3 separate regions of the Mus musculus genome follow, and all the other regions are linked to region 3. Evidence: chromatin contacts called from public Hi-C and promoter capture Hi-C data. All regions are on one chromosome and are shown on one strand. Each heading gives the region's core, a stretch centred on a gene start, on an enhancer-like site or on the middle of the called end of the contact. The rest is flanking DNA. Distances are from core to core; before and after follow the strand shown. Region 1 holds the start of Cse1l (chromosome segregation 1-like (S. cerevisiae)). Region 2 overlaps A530013C23Rik (RIKEN cDNA A530013C23 gene). Region 3 holds the start of B4galt5 (UDP-Gal:betaGlcNAc beta 1,4-galactosyltransferase, polypeptide 5).

Region 1 (3,060 bases), core at 512-3,011, 440 kb before region 3:
GTCATAAGCAAACCAAACCAATCAAACAAAAAACCCCAGAACATCTTTACTGAGCAGCTGGGGTGTGCTGAGTGTTGGAGGCACGGCTATAAAGAAGAGCAGTAAGACTTAAGCTCTTGTGTAGAAGAAACACAAGAAACTCACACGCCTTGCAGACAGCATGAGGAGGAGGGCTGAGGGTAGAAGCACTTGCTGCCAAGACTGAGGGCCAGGGTTCAATCCCTGGGACCCACAAGCTGGTGAGACCTGACCTCACACAGCTACCATGGCACCCACGCACCCCTCCTGTTACATAAATTAACTCAGGATGATAGAATGAAGTCAAGCCAACCAGGTAAGATACAGAAAACCCAGTTTAGGGCTGGCGAGATGGCTCAGTGGTTAAGAGCACCGGCTGCTCTTCTGAAGGTCCTGAGTTCAAATCCCAGCAACCACATGGTGGCTCACAACCATCCGTAATGAAATCTGATGCCCTCTTCTGGAGTGTCTGAAGACAGCTACAGTGTACTTACATATAACAAATAAATAAATCTTAAAAAAAAAAACAGTTTAATGAGAACCTTACATAAACAATGCATGCTTTTGAGGGTAAGCGTTCCCATGAAGTATCGATTATGAAAATGAGTGTTTGTGACCTGGAATTCATGGCAAGCTAGGCAGCCTGTCCTTTACTGGCTAAAACGCAAAGTGAGCCAGCTACTCCTGGACCCAGAGACAGGAAGGAACACATATCAGTGCAGTAAAGTGGGGTAAGCTTGTAGCAGAGAGGAACAGAGAAGGCAAGCTAAGCTGGCTTCTTCAGCCCGGTCTTACTACAGAACACTAGGCTTCAGTCTTGATCAAAAACCTGCTTCTAGACCTTCACCTTTCTTTGCTTGCGAGGCGTACAGTCACACAACTGTCTCCTGGCTTTTGAAAAGATAAGATTTCTCTTGTTCAAGGGTCAAATGAACATCCCAGTTACCTTTAAGTTGCCACCAACTACATCGTCGTCTGAAAAAAAAAATTTTTTTTTGAGAAAGGATCTCACTGTGTAGCTATGCCTGGCCTCTGTGTAGACCATGCTGGGCTTAAATAAATGGCGATTGTCTTGCTTCTGCCTCCCAAGTGCCAAGTGGTAACAAGCATGAGCCATCGCCTTCAGCTTCTGAAATCATGTGTGTGTGAGTGAATGAATGTGGGTGTCTTCATCCATTGCTCTCTTAGTTTTCAAGGCTGGATCTCTTATGGAAACAGAAGCTCACCAATTAGCTAGACAGGCCGGCCAGTAAGCCCCAGCGATCTTCCTGTGTCTGCCTCCCCAGGTACGGAATTGTAGTCAGGCTGGCTTTTATGTGGGTGCTGGGGATTCGAACTCCCGTCTTCTTCCTTGCGCAGCTATCACTTGCTTAACCAAGCGTGCTATCCCCTAGCTTGAAATTCTTACTCATTCGTTTATTCTATTTGTCCTAGAACAGACGCTCTGCTCTGTCCCTTCGCTCAGGCGTGAACGAGCACGTTCCATCCAACAGTTAGAAGCCACTAGGAGCCACTCGCAGAACCTGCTAGGGTCTGAGGAAAGAAACCCAAAACAGAAGCCTGCGTCAAAAGGCACGGTCTCTTGTGACGTCACCGCAGACCCGAGCAATGGTTCCGATTGGCCCTCGCAGCCGGGGTGGGGCCAAAGCATTCCTGGCTCCACCCCGCGTCCCGGTCTCACTCGCACATGCGCAGTGGCCGCCACCTTAGCCGCCGCGCCATTTTGCCAGGGTTTGAATGTGAGGCGGAGCAGCGGCTGGAGTGGGGTAGTGTCGGCTGCAGCTCTCGCTTGGGATTCCCTCCTCGGTCTCGGCGTCCCCACGAGGTGAGGCATGGAGCGAGCAGGGTGGCCGCGGGGACGCGGCTGAGGGAGGGGCCGATCGCTGGGAGGTGGATCTGGGCCTCAGCCCGAGGACGCGCGCCTGGTCTTCCCCGCACGCCGCCTCTGGGTCGGGCCTGACCGCTCCGGGAAGCTGGGGCAGCTTGGGGCTCGGCCTCACGCGAGCTTCTCGAGCTCCCGCCCCTTCCCTTCCAGCGTTGCTGGGATTGGTCGCGCCGCCGCGTAGGCGTCCGCGGATTGGTCAAGCCCGCGCGTCCGTTCTCGGCGCGCCGGGGCCCGCAGCGTGAGCGCTGTTCCGCGCCGAGGCCTGACCTGGCCGAGCCGGTCTGGGTCCCTGGTTCTAAAAGAGGCCGGAGATCGCCCACTCTGACTTCGCGGGGCTTTGGCCTCCGCCAGAGTGGACTTGGCCCTCGGGTTTCAGCTGGCTGTGACGTTCGTGTCCCTAGGACCTAAGGAACCTACAGGCGAATGGTGTTCCCCTGCCTGGGGCTCGCCGGCTTTCCAGTTAGATAATCTGTCCCCACGCACACTCCGTCTTTCCCTAGGAGTGTAATTCAGAGCTAGTCCTTGCCTCTCTACGAATTTCCTAGTTTTTAAATAATTAGGTGATGCTGGGCGTGGAAACCGTGCTCCCTCACGTGTTGAACAATCTCTTCCACTGAAATGGCATTTTTACCCTCTCCTCAAACTTACGATTCTTCACTTGCATATTCGGTTAAGTGGCTTGAAGGTTCCGCTGACTGCAGGCTGTGTTTCCCAGAGGGCTCGCCTGAACTGCTGACCATGGCCATTCGTCTCTCCATAAGCACTGTCGCCTCCATGACCGGCTCTTTTAAGTATTCATAGTCCCGTCCTGTATGCTAAGTCCCCAGCTTTCGTGATGTTAGAAGCAGCTGACCTCAGATCTTGGCGGGGCTGCCTCCCTCCCTGCCTTTCAAGTTCCCTTCTTAGGGAGGAGTTCTCAGTTCTCACTGCGATGGCCACATCACCCACGTTTATGTGTCCTGTAGCATTGACCTTATATGTAGTAACTACTGCTTGTTTCTCACGGTTCTCATCTGCTCTGAGTTATCTTTAAGGATAACTTTTTATTGCTGGGTCCCATGTATGAGAGCCACATGGTGAATGCTCTGTTATTTTATGAAGACATGGAAGGTATCTGTCTGTCTGTCTATCTATTTATTTTGGATAAAGGGTCTTTC
Region 2 (2,918 bases), core at 226-2,725, 350 kb after region 3:
TTCCAAGAACTGCATTGCACCCTGCTCGAGTCCCCTTAGGCCTACTCCAAGACCATGTGTGACTTCCTTTACAGCCTCATCCTGTCTGTCCATGTGGCCAACTCCTGCTGTGGATTCCTCTTCCTTAGTCTACCATCACACCTGCAAAGGCACTTAGCTGTCCCTGCCGGGGGCCTCAAAGGGCCAAGCCAATGCCCAAGAGCCCCTCCCTACACCCAGGTTATCAGTACTCTGATTTTGTTGTTAGGACAGTATGGCATGTAGCCCAGGTTACCCCTAAAATGCTGATCCCCTTGCCTCTATTTCTGGAGTGCTGGGATTAGAGACCTACATTATGCCAGTTTCATGAAATGTTGGGGATTGAACCCCTGACCTTGTACACACTAGACAAGCTGCATCCCCTGCCACTATACCGTGAGTTCTGATAACAAGAACTTGTTCACCCATTTCTGTGAATTGTGTTAAAGGAATCCCATGCTTGGTCCCCAACTCCAACTTCACGTTTCTCTAAGTGGCAGTGTGTGACTTGCTAGTCCTTTTTATTGCTGAGTGGCCACTCATTTTATAGCTTGGGGACAATTTGGTTTCCATCTGGGCTCTTTAGGGGTGGCTGAGATGGATACTGTACAAACATGTGGTCCAAAGTGTGTGTGTGTGTGTGTGTGTGTGTGTGTCTGTCTGTCGGTCTCTGTGTTAAAAAACACTTGTCATCTTGAAAAAGATTGAAGATTTATAGGAAAATGACAAACTTGGGCATATTTCATCTGGACTGGGAATAAATCATTGAGTTCTCACCAGTCCTTCATTATTTGTTTCTCGTAAACTTTTTGTTGGTGCTAGAGAGAGGGCACAGTCATTAAGAGCACCGGCTGCCCTTTCCAGAGGACCTGGGTTCAATTCCCAGCACCCACATGGCAGCTCACAACTGGAGTCTATAATATCAGTTCCAGGGGACCATCACACAGACAAATATGCCAGCAAAACACCAATGCACATAAAATAAAAATAGGTAAATCTATTAAAATCTTTGTTTCTTGGTGGGCAGTGATGGCACACAGTTTTAATCCCAGCGCTTATAGGGCAGAGGCAGGTGGATCTCTGTAAATTCAAAGGCAGCCTGGTCCACAGAGCGAGTTCCAGGACAGCCAGGACTGCACAGAGAAGCCCTGTCTCAAAAAGCCAAAAAATAAAATATAAATAAATAAATAACATTTTTGTTTGTTTCTAAGACAGTCTCACTATGTAGCTCTGGCTGGCCTGGAACTCACTATGCACATCAGGCTGGCCTTGGTGGCTTCATGGCCTTCACTGTCTTTAGCAGGTCGGGGACTCCAGGGGGCTGTTTGTGGCTTGGTCCCCGCAGCAGCTGCACAATCTCCTTGAATGTGACTCAGGCTCTGAGCCTCTGCAGGACCCAGAGGGCTGAGTGCTACTCTGTCCCAGTGCTGACAGTGACACTCTTGGTCACCTGACCAAAGCAAGTACTGCAGGCTTCACTTTCGGTTTTGGTTTAGGGTTTTTGAGACCAGACTGCCCTGGCAGGCCTCAAACTTGCAGTCAATTTCCAGTTTCTGTCTCTGGAGCCCTGGGCTCAGCAGCGGCCATCATACTGGGTCAGGGGGTCAGGTTTGTAAGGCCACTTCTCCCTCTTCCAACCCCGCAGACATTGGAGGGAAGGAACTTTGAAACAATGTAGATAAGCTTGGATGGCCTCCAACTTTCAAGTAGTTACTTATTTGCTTCTAAAATAACCTTTTGTGACTTTTTTTTTTCTTTTTTTCTTTCTTTCTCCCCCACCCTCACCTCCACCTCCAAGACAGGGTTTCTCTGTGTAGCCCTGGCTGTCCTGGAACTCACTCTGTAGACCAGGCTGACCTCAAACTCAGAAATCTGCCTGCTTCTGCCTCCCAAGTGCTGGGATTAAAGATGTGTGCCACAACTGCCCCACCTTTTGTGACTATTTATTGACTTATTTATTTATCTGTGTGGTGGATGTCAGAGGACAACTTGTAGGAGGGGTTGGCTCTCCCCTCACTGTGGGTCCAGAGGATCAACTCAGGTGGTCAGGCTTGGCAGTAAGCACGTTTCCCCACTGAGCCTTGACCTATACATACTTCTAATTACCTAACTATTTATTGACTGGTTTGTATGTGTGTGTGTGTGTGGTGTGTATGGTATGACGAGTCTGGTATGTGTATAGTATGTGATATGTGTGTGTGGTGTGTGTGTATGGTGTGTGTGGTTCGTGTGGTATGTATGTGCACACATTGTGTTTGCGTGTGTGTATGTGTGTGCACGTGCATACATGCGCACACGCGTGTGTGTTTTCATGGGGGGCATGTGCACCTGTGGAGGCAGTAGGTCACAGGCTGGTGTCTTCCTCGGTGGCTCTCTACCTTATTTTTAGATACAGGCTCTTTCACTGAACCTGGAGCTCATGGCTTGGGTTGCACTGTCTGGCCTAGGGTCAGCCTGTCTCCCCCTCCCCAGCACTGAGGTTACAGGCTCACATCATCACACATGGCTTTGACGTGGGTCCTGGGGTTCTGAACACAGGCCCTTAAGCTTGCAAAGCAAGCACCTTACCCACAGAGGCATCTACCAGCCCCTCGTTTATTTTTACCGCTATAGAGCCATCATTTCTTTATTATCTGGAGGGTTAAGCCAGCATCACCACCATCATTAGAGCATCCTCATTGACACTTTAATTTGTTGATGTTTAAACTTGTCTGGGGTTCTGAATCCCGGATGCCTGTCCTGGTGCTCTGAGGACAAGGCTTGGCTGCCCCATAAGCCCCCCCCCTCAGCTTCTCAGAGGTTGGGGGTCCTCAGACTCTCTGAAGCCTCTGAGTGCTTGCAAAACAATGGCATAGGATCTGTGACTTACTCTTCATAAGATGAGACTCTTCATCAAGTTC
Region 3 (3,100 bases), core at 333-2,832:
AAATAGAGGGTCTGGCTGGAAGATGCCTGCAGGTTTAAACCTATCACTTCACTCTCATTTTGTGAGAATCTAATATCCTATTCGCTAATGAGCTCTCTTCTCAATTAATTTCACTAATTAGTTATCTATTCTTGTTCAGCCAGAATTCCTGCCCTTCTACTTAGCAAGCCTAACAAGCCACAATAATTATACATCCCTGGTGGAATGCCACTCACCAAATCAGTGAGGACAGTCTCAAGTTAGCTTTTCCATCTTCCCAGGTCAGGCTGACAGCATGAAACACCAACTTTAAACATCAAGTGAAACAAGCTTTAAAAAAAAAAATAATCAGGGGAGAGACTCTCTCCCTCTCTCCCTCTTTCTCTGGAAATTTCTCTGCCAGTTCAGAGTTGCCAGGTCAACAGGGAACACCAGCATTTACTACTCCGATCTCAAAGGCACTTCCCCTAAGCGGCACCCATCCCAACCATCCAGAATTCTCGCCCTCGGCCCCACCCCCAACAGCATCTTCTCATTTTTCACCAAGGGCTGAAGTTTTCACTAGCACTCCAAGACCACACTAAGGGAGGCAAGTCGCATTCCTTAAAACTCTTTCCTTCTGTCCCCCAAACTACCTGTAACAGCGAATATTTATTTATTATGTATGTATTTATTTCGAAGACGTTGGGCGTCCGCTATAGGGAGAAAAGCTTAAAGGGCATTTATGGCCCTCTGTCCTTTAAAGGCTGGGATTCGTGTCCCCATTTTACAGAGAAGAGAAGCTGAGGGCCCAAGGTCATACAGGACATCTGACCTCAGTGTCCTCTGCCTTTAACCCTCTCGCTGCCTTTGCCTTCTCATCAGCGTCCAGTCTGTTCCGGGAAGGGCTCGTTTTCTCTCCAGGCGGTCTCCCCCTCTAAAGGGCGGACCTTGGAGAACTGCTACCCATTCCGTTTCTTCTCTGGGCGACCCCCCCCTCCCTTCCACCTGGCACCGCTTCTTCAAGGCCCCTGTCACAGCACCTCCTCCATGGCCAATTCAAACTTCCCATCGGTCCCCAGAGCAGGTCGGGTCCGCTATGAGCGGCGGGCGAGCGGCGGGCTCCAGGGAGGAGGGGGGGGAGGGGAAAGGGGCGCGCAGCCCGCAGCCCCGCCGGGTCTGGGCAGCCAACGCGCGGCCGCGGAGGGCGCGGGCGGCTGCGTCAGGGAGGAGGCCGCGTGTGCGGGCGGGCTGCGGGGTGGCGCGGCAGGAAACGGCGAGTCACGGAGCGCGGGGTCGGCCGGGGCGGCGGCGCGGGCCGCAGCGGGAAGAGGCGTGGGGTGGCCGCAGGGTCGCCTTCCTACCTATGCCGGGCGCCACATAGACGAAGTAGAGCAGCGAGGACGACAGCGAGAAGAAGAAGAGCGCGGCGAGCAGCGAGCGGCGCGGCAGCCGCAGCAGCCCCCGGCGGGCGCGCATGCTGAGCCGGCGGCCGCTCGAGGGCCAACCCGGGCCCCGCTCCCGCCGCTCCGGTCCGCCGCCTGGGCCTCGGCCGCCGCCTTCCGGGCTTCGCGCGCCGCCGCCTCGCCGCTTTCAGCCGCCGGCCGCCGCGGGCCGGGCCACATGAGGCGGGAGGGGGCCGACGACCAGAGGAGCTCAGCGGCGGGGGCGAGGCGGGCGGGGCGGGGCCTGTTAGGAGGGCGGGGTGAGGGGCGGGGTCTGATGCTGAGGGCGGGGCGAGGGCAAGGGCCGCAGTCTGAGGAGCAGATGGAGGTACCAGACCTGAGGCAGGCCTGATGGGGACCGAGTAAGGGCGGGGCCTAAACTGGGGGCCGGACGAGGGCGGGGCCTGATGTTAAGGGTGCCTCCGCGAGCCTGAGAACACCGGCGGGGACCGGGCTTGAAGTCTGATGGGGAGGGGGATAAGGGCGGGGCCGGGAGCATAACAAGCATTTTGCGGGAGCCTGAGCCTGAGGCCTGACGGGGAGGAGAGAAGGGCGTGGCCTGAGGCAAGGGGGCGGGAATGGGCAGGGCCTACAGTCCGGGGAGCGCATCTGTGGGGCGGGGCCTGGATGTGGGGGCGGGGCGGGGCGGGGCGGGGTTCACGCGCGAGCACTCTAGCCGCAAGATCCTCGAGCGGCCGCCGCCCATGCTGGCAGGAAGCGGCTCGCTAGTACGACTTGGTTCCCGTGCGAGCTCCCCACGCGGGGATCGAGGGGTGGTGGACAATGTGTGAATAGCCAGGTAGCCCGCCGCTGCAGCAGAGCAAGGATGCAGAGGCCGGGGCATTCGTGTTCGCCCTCACTCATCCATTCATTCCAGACACCATTTATGATAAAGTGGCAGTTACGGGTCCTGGGGCCGGGGATGCTCCACGGAGCAAAGATTCCTCTGGGAACCTGTATTAATGCGAATAAGAAAAAAATCAATATAACAGATGATGATGATAAGAGATATGAAAACAATTAGACATGAAGATGTTTCGGATGCATTCTACTCTAGTCTGAGATTGAGGGGGAAGCCTCTCCTTCCTGGGTGGCATGAACACAAAAGAATGTGAAAGTGCCAGGTGGAGAAAGAGTGGTCCCACTAAGGGGAACTACAAATGCAAAAGCCGGAAGGAAGGAAGAAGGGGCTTGATCCGCCTTCAATGAATCCAAGGATAAAATCCCAGGAAAGAAGAAGAGATCCAAACAAGGTCACATCCTACAGGACAGAACAGTGGTGACAACTGTCAATGTTAAGACACCGAGAAACAGGGCTTCTTAGCCAGTAACAGCCTCTCTCTAAGTCCTGAGATCGTGGCTCCCCTACCCCCACTTTGGCCCCATTGCACCGATGAGAAAACTGAAGCTTCTGGAAAGAGAAGCAAGTCGTCTAAGTTGTGAAGTAAGGGCTCAAATCAAAAGTGGCCTGCCACCGGGGCTTGACCACTAACCCCATTTCTCATTCTGCACTGTCATGTGCACTTCCAAGCCTCGACTTTCCCATCACCTCCAAAGCCATGTTTTGGTATGTGTTCCTTTTGGTTTCTCAAACCAGTGCTCTACAAGGACAGAGATTCTGTTTCATGTTTTGCTATGTATGTGCTCAGAGCTCAGTGCCCAGTACCTAAAAGATCAACAGAGGGGATGCAGAGCAC

Evidence for each region. Promoter capture Hi-C pulls out the DNA fragments that hold promoters and counts their contacts. A called contact is a pair of places that touch in the nucleus more often than the background predicts.
Region 1: a contact with region 3 is called in a Hi-C map of Th1 cells, with 5 times the contacts expected there. The contact joins the promoter of Cse1l here to the promoter of B4galt5 in region 3. A contact is called at or near these places in 3 of 39 promoter capture datasets (the C10 cell line, liver and stem cell-derived epiblast-like cells), 2 of 484 Hi-C or Micro-C datasets (Th1 cells and embryonic stem cells) and 1 of 115 datasets of contacts at active chromatin or transcription factors (microglia).
Region 2: a promoter capture Hi-C map of pre-B cells shows a contact between it and region 3, with 2.2 times the contacts expected there. The contact joins the enhancer-like site here to the promoter of B4galt5 in region 3. A contact is called at or near these places in 5 of 39 promoter capture datasets (fetal liver, liver, pre-B cells and 1 more), 2 of 115 datasets of contacts at active chromatin or transcription factors (effector CD8 T cells and memory CD8 T cells) and 1 of 9 other capture datasets (adipose tissue).

The regions. Positions count from the first base shown.
Region 1 is chr2:166,904,335-166,907,394 of GRCm38.p6, forward strand. It overlaps Cse1l (chromosome segregation 1-like (S. cerevisiae)), which reads left to right and starts at 1,762. Exons shown (of 25, transcript NM_023565.3): 1 at 1,762-1,843. Gm31204 (a long non-coding RNA gene) reads right to left here and starts at 2,960. Exons shown (of 3, transcript XR_866966.3): 1 at 1,245-2,960.
Region 2 is chr2:167,696,621-167,699,538 of GRCm38.p6, forward strand. A530013C23Rik (RIKEN cDNA A530013C23 gene) reads left to right here. Exons shown (of 2, transcript NR_110334.1): 2 at 1-793. Among named protein-coding and RNA genes, the nearest start is that of A530013C23Rik, 7.3 kb to the left of the region's middle. Within about 2 kb of position 1,476, at least 228 of the 459 cell types and tissues checked have an H3K27ac peak or open chromatin away from gene starts, as enhancers often do. A contact at or near this core is called in adipose tissue, effector CD8 T cells, liver and 2 more, where this site is marked.
Region 3 is chr2:167,347,596-167,350,695 of GRCm38.p6, forward strand. It overlaps B4galt5 (UDP-Gal:betaGlcNAc beta 1,4-galactosyltransferase, polypeptide 5), which reads right to left and starts at 1,583. Exons shown (of 9, transcript NM_019835.2): 1 at 1,323-1,583. The coding sequence starts at 1,437.